Regions from separate parts of the Mus musculus genome. Here regions 1, 2 and 3 are each linked to region 4. The links are chromatin contacts, called in public HiChIP or PLAC-seq and promoter capture Hi-C maps. All regions are on one chromosome and are shown on one strand. Each heading gives the region's core, a stretch centred on a gene start, on an enhancer-like site or on the middle of the called end of the contact. The rest is flanking DNA. Distances are from core to core; before and after follow the strand shown. Region 1 holds the start of Pdzd4 (PDZ domain containing 4). Region 2 holds the start of Hcfc1 (host cell factor C1). Region 3 holds the start of Naa10 (N(alpha)-acetyltransferase 10, NatA catalytic subunit). Region 4 holds the start of Plxna3 (plexin A3).

What was found. Promoter capture Hi-C pulls out the DNA fragments that hold promoters and counts their contacts. HiChIP or PLAC-seq counts read pairs in DNA pulled down with a chosen protein or histone mark.
Region 1: a promoter capture Hi-C map of hippocampal neurons shows a contact between it and region 4, with 4 times the contacts expected there. The contact joins the promoter of Pdzd4 here to the promoter of Plxna3 in region 4. A contact is called at or near these places in 2 of 39 promoter capture datasets (hippocampal neurons and liver) and 1 of 9 other capture datasets (liver).
Region 2: a contact with region 4 is called in an H3K27ac HiChIP or PLAC-seq map of embryonic stem cells, with 2.7 times the contacts expected there. The contact joins the promoter of Hcfc1 here to the promoter of Plxna3 in region 4. A contact is called at or near these places in 16 of 39 promoter capture datasets (the 3T3-L1 cell line, the C10 cell line, HPC-7-derived erythroid cells and 10 more), 2 of 484 Hi-C or Micro-C datasets (cerebral cortex and uterus), 8 of 115 datasets of contacts at active chromatin or transcription factors (bone marrow-derived dendritic cells, cardiomyocytes, double positive thymocytes and 5 more) and 3 of 9 other capture datasets (adipose tissue, liver and pancreatic islet).
Region 3: a promoter capture Hi-C map of hippocampal neurons shows a contact between it and region 4, with 2.6 times the contacts expected there. The contact joins the promoter of Naa10 here to the promoter of Plxna3 in region 4. A contact is called at or near these places in 10 of 39 promoter capture datasets (the 3T3-L1 cell line, the C10 cell line, frontonasal cranial neural crest and 5 more) and 2 of 9 other capture datasets (liver and pancreatic islet).

Annotation. Positions count from the first base shown.
Region 1 is chrX:73,823,556-73,826,294 of GRCm38.p6, reverse strand. It overlaps Pdzd4 (PDZ domain containing 4), which reads left to right and starts at 1,326. Exons shown (of 8, transcript NM_001029868.2): 1 at 1,326-2,013. The coding sequence starts at 1,954.
Region 2 is chrX:73,965,032-73,967,731 of GRCm38.p6, reverse strand. It overlaps Hcfc1 (host cell factor C1), which reads left to right and starts at 1,375. Exons shown (of 26, transcript NM_008224.4): 1 at 1,375-1,921. The coding sequence starts at 1,729.
Region 3 is chrX:73,920,664-73,923,370 of GRCm38.p6, reverse strand. It overlaps Naa10 (N(alpha)-acetyltransferase 10, NatA catalytic subunit), which reads left to right and starts at 1,427. Exons shown (of 8, transcript NM_019870.3): 1 at 1,427-1,615; 2 at 2,001-2,099; 3 at 2,330-2,388. The coding sequence starts at 1,595. It overlaps Renbp (renin binding protein), which reads left to right. Exons shown (of 11, transcript NM_023132.3): 10 at 933-1,020; 11 at 1,108-1,250. The coding sequence ends at 1,232.
Region 4 is chrX:74,327,715-74,330,414 of GRCm38.p6, reverse strand. It overlaps Plxna3 (plexin A3), which reads right to left and starts at 1,349. Exons shown (of 33, transcript NM_008883.2): 1 at 1,200-1,349. Gm39520 (a long non-coding RNA gene) reads left to right here and starts at 2,125. Exons shown (of 4, transcript XR_878127.3): 1 at 2,125-2,245; 2 at 2,620-2,685.

The DNA.
Region 1 (2,739 bases), core at 77-2,576, 500 kb after region 4:
AAAGGAAGGAAGGAAGGAAGGAAGGAAGGAAGGAAGGAAGGAAGGAAGAAAGACTTGTGCTAAGTTCTGTGGGCTAGGCTGGGGGAAAATGTTTTTGATGACTGGTCAGGACCTTGGTGAAATACATACAATTAGAAGGTAAAAAGATTTGGAGAGGATATTTCTAAGAGACTGCTCTTGAAGTAAGGTGATCTAGATCTTATGCTGTAGGCATGAGGAAGCTCAAATTACAGGGCAGAGGGGGCTGTTGTGGCAGTAACCATGGTGGAAGGACTAGGGTCCATCTCCTCTCCCCGGGGCTGATCTAAACACAGTGCCTCCCATCCACAGACATTTGTACTGAGCTCTCAAAAAGGGTATTCCTCAGGAAGATCTACTGGTCATCTCCTGAAAGGCTCAAGTTTTGCTTTCTGGGAAAGACAGTTTATAAGCACTCATACTTCCTTTCTGGATTTCAGGTTATTCCTATTTCTGTCTTTTGAACCAAAGTGGGGGTGGAAAGGAAAAGTATTGAAGCAGCCTCCCCCAATACTGTTAATTAAACATTTCTATGCTGTTATAAATCCCCTCACTCGCCAGAGCCTGGAGATAAAGACCAGACAATTTTATCAAAGGATCTTCTGCAGGTAAGAGGGCTAAGCAGCTCTCTCAGGCAGCCTCTGGGAACCTAGCTTTCAATCGGTCATTGTTATCTAGCCAAAGGCCATCTTTTCCTCTGGTTTATCAAGAAGAGGGGCAGCCTGTGGGAGGGAAGAGGCTAAAGGAGAAGTGTGAGGAGGGAAGGCTGGAACTGAGAAACAGACAGCGGTTTCAGTGCAAGCAAGGGGGGTGCCCATAAAGGCCCCAAAGAATGAGGCTTCTCTGTAGTTCTCTTGCCACCTACAGCACCCCCACGTTTTTCTTCTAAACAAAGGTATCCGTTTCAGAGATAGCAAGGGAATGGCTCAGTTAAAGCAGGGAACCAGTCTTTAAAGAGAGACAGAGGAAGGAGTACAGACATTGGGGCTGATACATTTAGAACCTGGGAAAGGGGTGAAATAGCCTCTCCTTGAGACCAAGGCCCTGAACTCTCTTCAGGAGTCCAGGGAAGCTTCTTCTTCAGACAGGATCCTCTTTTCTCAGGGACACACCTAGCAGACAGGTCCACTAGACACCTCGCCCTCGGACATTGGCATTATCTGGTCTCAGGGACTCAGGCCCCGCCCTCAGCTCCCTGCGCCGACTCCTGAGGCCCCCTGCCGCTCCCGCCCGCACCCAGCCTCTGCTTCTCCCACGCGCGTGCGCCCCTTCTCCGCACACCTCCCCCGCTGTTGCTGCGGGCGCGCGCGCGCGCGTTCCGGTGTTCCAGGCAGGAGCTGGAGACAAGCGACCGGCTGTGGGCCAGGCTCTGAGAGAGCGCCGTGAGCTAGAGAAGCGGGACCCTGCGAGGCTACAGCTGGCGTGGGCCTGGCCGCCTCTCCGTCGGCGGGCCGGGCCACGTCGCCAAGCCCAGAGGCTGGACTCCCGGGGCTGATGGCCATGGGCGGGAGCTGGAGACGACAGCGGCAAAGGCAGCGGCAGCGGCCGGCCCCGCGGGCGGGGAGCCGTGTGGCCCACGGCCCCTGACAGCCCCTGACGGCCCCGGCGGGCAGGCGCGCTCCCGCGCCTCCTGGGGTGGGGGGGCCGTAGCCAGGCAACGCCCGGCGCGCCCGCCCATCCCCCGCCGCCCTTTTTTTCCCCTGGCTGGGTGCGAAGGAGCATGCCTGTGTCTGGCCTCGGCCAGCAAAGAGTTAAGTCGAGAGGCTTGGAGCTGCCTTCCTCTTGGGGGCGTGCCCCCCTCCCCCGCTAGGCGGCTCGGCCCCCCGGGGTAAGGTATGGCCCCGGGCCCAGGCCCGGGACCCGTGGTCCCACGCACTGGCCAGTGAAAGATACCTTCCTCTTCCCGCTCTCCTCTTTCCCTCGCCGGCCAGCATCATGGGATGTAATATGTGTGTGGTCCAGAAACCGGAGGAGCAGTACAAAGTGATGCTTCAGGTAGGGCGCCTGGGCTGCTGGGGAGAGGGTCGCAGCCGGACCTAGGAAAACTGTAAACCCCGAGGGGGAGGGCCAGGTAGAGTCAAGAAAGGCAGGTGTGGGAGGGCGAGAGGGCTCGAGAGAAAAAGGTAGGGAGCTGATCTCGCCCTCAGATTATGGGTTGCTGGGTGCTGGCGCCCTGTGGGAACCATCCAGGGATGGAAGGAACTGGGTGAAGAAGATATGTAGGTGTTCAAGGCACATCACCTGGCACTCCGAGTGCGTAACGACCACTAACCATGTGTCCAGATCAGCCCAGGTGGGAAGTTAAGATTCTGTCCCGGGACAGTGAGGCGCTCAGTGGCCCGCGCGGGATGGAGGTTGCATAGCAACGGTCTGGATTCCCGGCACATGGTCCCAGGGTTGGAGCCTGACCCAAAGAAGCAGTGAAGTGCCTGCGGGACAGAGGCCGAATCCCGGGCCTGGCAGGCCAGATTTAAAACGTCGTCAATGGAGCTGGGTTTGAGTACCCATTTTCCCATCCACTCTCTAGACTAAGTCACGACTGTCGATTTCAGGGCCTCAGGCATTTTGGGTGAGTGGGTGACGCGGGGATCGATCGGTGGTGCCCAGCACGTGCTCTGCCTGTTGGCATCCGCTTTGGCCTGTTGGGCCTTGAGGACAAGGAGGGTGTTGAGAGCGACGCGTGCGGGGCGGCAGGAGATACCCTGCTGCCCGCTTGCACCT
Region 2 (2,700 bases), core at 126-2,625, 360 kb after region 4:
CGTGGCCGAGTCCTTCGGGAGGCGCGGGCGGATGTGGAGACGCCTCGGGGTGTTGCTGGCGCTCCTGGGAGCGGGCAGCAGCTCCGCCCCTGTGAGCTCATGGCGTCACCTTCCGCTCTGGCCCCGCCTGCAGCTACCCGCTGTAGCTGGGTTCTAAGTGTCGCAGAGTGTTCGGAGCGGGAAAAGAGATGCTTCTCAGCAAAGGGTGCAATCGCAGTATTCTTTGCCACCCTTAACTACCATGTGTCATGCCGCCACTGCTAGTTAAAGGCCATTTCTCTGGTTTGTGTCCCATCAGCGACCTGGGAGACAGTTCCCAGGGGGCGTGGCCAAGCGACTGAACGGAGTTAGATTTTCATCCGGGCATCCCTAGATGCCGCGGCCATCTTTGTTTTGTGCTGAAACTCGCTATTGACGCCCGCAGACGACCGGGCGTGGGGAAGTGGCAAGATGGCGACTCCCAGAGTGGAGGCGTGGAAGAGCCCTGGTGGGGGGGAGTGCAGGGCGGGGCACTACTGCACCTGACCTGAACTCTACTGTCTCTAGCTTACTGCACAGAGCACCAACTCGCCCGCAAATAGACAACGCACTGGTTTTTAAAGAAGCTTTTAATTCTTTATGAGCTTTGGGTCCTTTAAGAGGCTTGAGACCAGAGTCAAAGACGTGCGAAGGCGGGGAGGAGGGGGAAAGGTGACGTCTTCTGACCCCGCCCCCTCGCCCGATAGCCGCCATGTTTAGTTGTTACTTCTTCACACAAGATGGCGGCTCCCAGGGAGGAGGCATGATCGCCCTGCCGTTACCGCTTCTTCTGCCGTACAATTGTCACTTCGGGTCTTAACTCCTGCTCTTTCGAGCGGCTCCTGTGGGAAGGAGTCTTAAGGAGGGAAGCGAGGATTGGACGCTGCCTTGCGTTTGGTTTGCTGTGGAAGAACTGTCCAGGAAGAAGAGGATAGGTGGGGTGGGGGGGGGAAGAGAAGCTAGTCTCAAGATGGCGGCTCCCAGGGCGGCCGCCACAGCCTGAATAGCAGAGGCGGACTCAAGGGAGAGGTGCAAAACCTCTCGAGCCATACGGGTCGGGGCTTCGAGCAGCAACTGAGAGTTGGAGCCCGTTCCGCCAGCCTCTGACACGCCTTTATTACTTAGGAACGTTGGGGTTCTGCGATCGGTGGTTGTACTAAGTGCTGGGTGGGGAAGCAGGACGGTTTCAAGATGGCGGCTTCCACAATTGTGGTCTGACTGTCGGCGAAGTTGAGACAACCGCGGCATTTGTGGCTCTTTTCCACCCGCCCCGGAAGCCAGCCAGTGCTGGGGACGGGGGGTGTGGGAACCGGGCCGGGGCTCCGCCATTTCCGGCGGGGGAGGGCTACGACTGAGGAAGGGAGGAGAGAGAGGCGGCTCAAGATGGCGGCTCCCAGAGCCTCCTGCTCGAGGTTCTAAGCGGGAACACCCAGGCAAATAGTTAGAGCGACGGCGCTCAGTGGCCTCCAGCTTCTCGGGAATAGGTGCTCTGCAGTTCTGAGAAGCTTTTAAGGATACGAGCTGAGTGAGAAGGGGGGGAAGAGCCAAAGGAAGGAGGATAGTTAAGATGGCGGCCTCCATGGAGTCGTCCACCGCTGTGTAAGGAGCCGCTTCTTCGTGAGAGCTGCCTTAGACGAAAGGGGGTGTGTGAAGAATTAAGGGTATCCTCCCATTCAGTGACCTCTTCCCACTGCATCCTTAACCGGAACTATGGCTTCGGCTGTGTCTCCCGCAAACTTGCCAGCGGTGCTTCTGCAGCCCCGCTGGAAACGGGTGGTGGGCTGGTCGGGTCCCGTGCCCCGACCCCGCCACGGCCACCGTGCAGTGGCTATCAAGGAGCTTATAGTGGTGTTTGGCGGCGGCAACGAGGGGATAGTGGACGAACTACACGTGTACAACACTGGTAAGTGCTACCGCCCTGGGTTTCTCAAAGTCTTCCCTCCATCTCTCTCCTAACCCTTCTTTTCCCTATCTTCTCTTTTCCTATCTCACTCCCCTGATGTGTTTTCCTTCTCTCTTTGCACTTATTGCCATCTTTGCTTTCTCCCTGATTTTTCAACCCCCGTTCTTACACCCCCGTACTCTTCTGTGTTTAAAGGTTGCATTTCGGTACTTAGAGAAACCCTCTACTCCGACTGGTGAGGGGGAGGGGATGTCGCGGGCGACAGTGACTTCAGACGTACACCGTTACCCAGTGGGCTGGGGCTGGCGCGGCAGCGGATGTGTTCTCTTGGCGCAGGCGGAATCCTCCCCCCTCCTGCGATAGTCCTCATCTCCAGCGCCCATGCTCGTTCGGGAGAAAAGATAATATTTAGATCACAGATCCGTTCTCTACACCCAGAAAAAAAGAGGGAAGCATTCTTTAAGGTGCAGGCTTTTAACAGACTAATGAGACCCTCGTGGCAAATACGAATGGCATGATGACTATACTGCCCCCCCCTACACACACATGGGGGTATTGTACCAGTTGTGAATTTTTGTAGTTTTTTTTTCCTTCAAATTATTTCTTTTCCTAATCTGGTGCCTTAACAATTGAGTTCCCCCACCCCGCCCCCCATAGCAGACTGGAGGGCTCAGTGTGTCTTTTGTGTGTGTGTGTGTGTGTGTGTGTGTGTGTGTGTGTGTGAGAGAGAGAGAGAGAGAGAGAGAGAGAGAGAGAGAGAGAGAGATTGAAGGGGTTAA
Region 3 (2,707 bases), core at 178-2,677, 410 kb after region 4:
ATAATGGGGTGTACAATGAATGGGTCTGTCCAGCCACCTGAGCTGCTGCTCCCCATATCTGAAGCATCAGACACACTGGACAGGTTCAAAAGAAGTGAGAGATGTGTTCAGAACCTATGGTCAAGACAGGCAGAAGACCAGGTTGGCATGAACCTTATAGAAATGTGTCAAGACTTTGCCTCCTGAGGACTGGGACTAAGGGCATGCCCCATTACATAGGGCTAAAGGAAAGACTGTGAGTCATAATAAAAACCTTGGTACGCAAGGACAGGAGCTATGTGTCTCTGCTTGTAATCCAAAGATCTTTTAGACTAAAGGCCTGTGAAGTAGATGACATGAACTCCAGGGAAGTCACTAGTTGTAAAGTTTGCTGAAACGTCAATCTAGGATTCTTTTTATTATTTTTATTTATTTTTAATTTTTTTGGTTTTTCGAGACAGGGTTTCTCTGTATAGCCCTTGACTGTCCTGTAGACCAGGCTGGTCTCGAACTCAGAAATCCGCCTGCCTCTGCCTCCGGAGTGCTGGGATTAAAGGCGTGCGCCACCACCGCCCGGTTTAGGATTCTCAAAAAAAAAAAAAAAAAAAAAAAAAATTCAGATAAGGTAAAATGTATCCATTTTTAAAATTTTCAATTTTAAGTGTTATCTAACAAACCACAACTGAATATAGAACACCTGTTCTCTCAGTGTAGCAGCACACAGCCTGCAACCCCTCCCCCCATCAGGTTACATGCTAAGGCAAACTGCCTACTACCCACAGCTTTCATCTTTTTCCAGGATACGGTCCACTAAAAGTACTGATTTGTGAAACTGCGCTTTTTACTCTAACCATTGGTACCGGTGCAAAAGGGACAGCGAGGGCCCCTTCCTCAACCGGTGACATTCGAGTGGGTCCTACCAGACACGAACTGTCATTGTCTCTTTATTCTAGTTTCGTGATCCTGAGTATGGGGAATGGTTTGGCTACCTGAACCAAGAGGGAAAGGTGGCCCTCACCATCAAGGGAGGTCCTTTTAAAGGTGAGCGAGGAACGGGGCGAGACTGTAGGGGTTTGTGGCACCCGGCTCGCCGGATCCTCCCTACCCCGGGGTTCATTCTCCCCACAGGCTGCTTCCATGTGCCGCGGTGCCTGGCCATGTGCGAGCAGATTCTAGGAGCCCTACTCCAACGCCTTGAGCCCGCCCCCCTCGACTCCTCGCCCGCTGTCTCTACCCATGAAGGCTCGAAATAAAGATGACCCTGTTCCACATGCTTGTGTGCGCGCCTCTGTGGGCTCCGAGGGAGGGTACAACTATTGCCCACACTTCCCGCCTTGAAAGGTCTTCGCTGTGGCTTCAAACGCACCACCTTGGGCGCTGATCCATCACGCCCAATTATCTCTAAGTGCCACGCTCATTGGTTGTGCAGTTCGGAGGCGGGTCCTATAGCTGGGTACTTCCGCTGCAGGCAGGTCGGAGCGGTCCGCCTTTTCCGCCGCCGTCCCAGGATCCTGGCCCCAGTCCAAGCTCCTATCGTCCTTTCCCTGCTTCTAAGTGGCCGCCGAGTGCACGCGTTCACGACCCACAAGGACCCGCGAGCTCCGCCGCCGCCGCGATGAACATCCGCAATGCTAGGGTGAGGTGACGGGGAGCCAGCCTGTCCGCACCGAGTGGGCGCCTTACGGGGTGACCGTGTGAGCATGTTATCGAGGGACCTGGTGCTTTGGTCCTGTAGGTCTGCCGACGCCGGACCTTAAGGCTGCTGCAGCCTGCTTTAAACATCTCGCGTTTATCCCGCGTTTCCTAATTCAGATCTCATTGAGTGGGCTCCACAACCTTTGGACACTATTACTCAGTCCTGGAACTGGCACGTTTTGCATGCCGCATGGAAACAGGGCTTGTGCAAAGTCGTATAGTAGCAACTGTGCCCTGCCCCGGGGAAAGGGGAGACCCAGAGATCGACGTGTGTGGCCCTCTTAGTCATTGCAGCCCTGGACTAACCGTATCCCACTCTCATGCAGCCCGAAGACCTGATGAACATGCAGCACTGCAACCTTCTCTGCCTGCCGGAGAACTACCAGATGAAGTACTATTTCTATCATGGCCTCTCTTGGCCCCAGGTGGGCAGCTTTTGCGTTTTGTAGGGGTGTAGGGTGCAACAGGAGGGAAACATGGATCCGAGTGAGCAAACGCAGTGGGCAAGGGTATAAGAACCTGAGGCTCTGGTTGATGGAGAAGCCTGGCAAATGAAAGGGTGTGTATAGAAACTAGGCTCCACAGAGTGGAGGCTGGCAGTGAGCTCTGTCCTGTTGCCTGCACTACATGACGTCCTTTTCCTTTCTGTCACCAGCTTTCTTACATTGCTGAGGATGAGAATGGGAAGATTGTGGGCTACGTCTTGGCTAAAATGTGAGTCACCAAGGAGAAAGAAAAGACACTAATGTTAAGAAGGACAAAAGCTTTGGAGAAGGGAATGGGAAGCGGTGAATTAGTTTGAGAGGCATTCTCTGTTGTCCAGATTGGTGCTCACTCAGGCTAACCTCAAACTTATAGTAGTCTTCATGCTGAGCCTTCTTAATGCTGAGATTTAACTATGGCCAGCTTGCTATGAATGTTGTTTTAATTAACAGATTTGTAGGGAAGCTCGAAGCTGACAGAAAAATTGAGCAGAGGGTACAGAGTTTTCCCATACACTCCTCCTCCACGTTTGTTCTCTAACTACCATGTA
Region 4 (2,700 bases), core at 100-2,599:
GGAGTCTGCTGTCTGGCCTTTCCACTGCAACACAAAGCCAAGACTCTCGCTGAGACAGACATCAGTCAAGCTTTGCTCAGACACAGGCAGACAAATGCTCTGCCAGGCCTGTGTGGCTCTCCCTGAAGAGCCAAAGGTTAGTCAGAGAGGGATATTGGCAGAAGGGTATAACCCACTTTTGAGAGTCCCAGAAGTATTATATGTAGAAACCAGCATCCTCAAATACAGTTGAAGCCTTAAGGCTATGGAGTACTACCCCTTCCCCTAAACAAATAGGGCCAATGCTGGCATTCACCCCCCGGGCCACACCCAGCCAGCCCCAGGCTGCAAAGACAGCAGAGCAGTGTCTCTGTAACTAATGGGGCAGAGCTCAGTGCTACCCTCTCAGTGCCCAATTCCCAAGAGACACAGGAGGGACTCAGAATGGGGTGGGGGGTGGGGGCCACAGCAAAGAGAAAGAAAAGCCAGCATTTGCTAGAACATGGAGCAATTCCAGCTTGAAAGTGCCAAGTTTCAGCTCAGAGTGATCAGCGCTCTGGGGCTCTTTTGTCGGGTCTGCATCCCAGACCCCTCATGCAACAACCAGAGAAGAAAGGAAAGCAAAAGAGAAAAGCGACTGCACCCTACCTTCACCTCTTCTACACTCTACAGAAAAGCCAAATTTTAGGAACTGGCCGGGACAGGTTGGAAAGGAGACCTGGAAAGTGGTAATTGGCAGCCCAAGACCCCACCCCAGCCCCCACCTCTAAGTGGCAACCTCAAGCATCACAGTCGCACCCAGCCCCTCTGCTACAGTCCTGCCAGCAAAGAGCGCGATGATGAGGAAAGCTCCATATAAATATGCAGGTCCACAGCCCGCTCTTCCACAATGCTCCCCTCTATGCCATGAACCCAACCAGTCCTGCCCCCAATGGGGGCACCCTGAGCAGACCCGCAGATACCTTAGTCAATACAGAGGCTACAGCAATGCTCAGAGATGCTGCTCCTCCTCTACAAAAGGGTTCTATCAACCAATAGGACTATGATCGAGTTGGCTGTCTCTTCCCGCTCAGGGTACGGAGTGCTTGGCAAGCCTGGTCTGGAGAGGTAGGGAGGGACAGGGCCTGACCCCAGAAACCATCTGGACCCCCAGGCTGTCTGAAACCTCTGCCATCCAGCAGACTATTGGCGCACAGGCTTTAAGGATGGCGACCACCTACCTGTCCCTCCACCGCGACTGACTCGGGGTGGCCACCCGTGGCCACGTGGACGTGCCCCCCCGCCCCGTGCCCAACAGCCGCCCCCCTCGCTTGGCCCCGCAGCCTCGCCTCGCACGCTGCAAAATCTGCAACCGCCGCCGCCCACACACTGGGCTGGCCTGCGGCCGCCTGGGCCTTTTAAACCCGGACCGTACCACCACACCGGGAGGGGGCTCCCAGAGAGGGCGGGCCGGGGCCCTAAGAAGCAGAGCGCATGGCGGTTGGGGGAGGCCGCTAGGCCCTGGGGCCCAGGACTCTAGTGCAAGAAGCAAGCCTCTCATGGGTCTCTGGGGATCCCTTCCTGAGAACAGCCCCCTTTGCTCAATGGCTGAGTCCTAGGCGCGGGCCTCTCCACACCCCCAGCTCCCCGCCTGCTGCCTTCAGCAACCCTGGAATCTGTGCGCGGCCGCGCCACACCCCCTTGGGCCTGGAGTGCGCGCCTCCAGGAGCCCGTGGCCACCTGCTACTGTTGCAAGATATTGCTTTGGCCGGTCCAACAAAACCGCACAAACAAAGATTGCCCCCTAACTCAGGGCTCTTTCTCCAATGATCCATAAACTGGTGGGCTAATACCCGCCACGAAGCTTGGAGTACTGCAACTTATAGCCATTTTCACCTAGTTCTTTCCTCAGCAAGTCACCATGACTCTGAATCTGCTGAATCTGGGATTTAATTCCATTGCTTTCTCTTTTTTTTCTTGAATTTATTTTCCCTTTAGTACAGAGTGGTCTCGAACTGACTACCCTTCTGCTTCATCCTCCCAATACTGGGATCATTATGGGTCTATGCCATCACAGCTGCATTTTTTCCATGTTGTGTTGAGATAGTGCCTCCTACTGTACCCCAGGCTGGCCTTGAACTTACAGTGATCCTCCAGCTTCACCTTCCCATGTTCTGGAATACAAGTATTTTCCACTGCTACAGTTATTCTTTGTGTGTGCATGCGCACGCACCCAAGAAGACCATCTGAGAGCATTAGACACCATAGAGCTGCAGTACAGTAGCAGGTGCTCTTAACCATTGAGCCATCTTTCTAGCCTCTTTTTTTTTCCGTTGTAAACCGCTTTATTGAGATATAATTCAGTTTTCATATAAGTCCTGTATTTAATGTATACAGACAATTCAGTGGCGTTTTAATATAATCCTAAAGATGTGCAACCATTTCTGCCATCTAATTCTTGAACATTTTCATCACTTCTAAAAGAAACTCTGTAGGAGTTAGCTATCAGTCTCAATTCCCCTCATATATATATATACCCAAGCTCTGGGAAACGCTCTGTCCTTACTGACTGTGGGGTTGCCTCTTAAGGATATCTCAAATAAATGGAACTATACAATATAAATATATTTTTATGTCGACTCATTCTTTTAATATTTTCAGGTTTTGTCAGAGTTGTACCATGGATCAAGACTTCCTTTTGGGGCCAAATAATATCCTGTTGCATGGGTAAGCCACATTTTA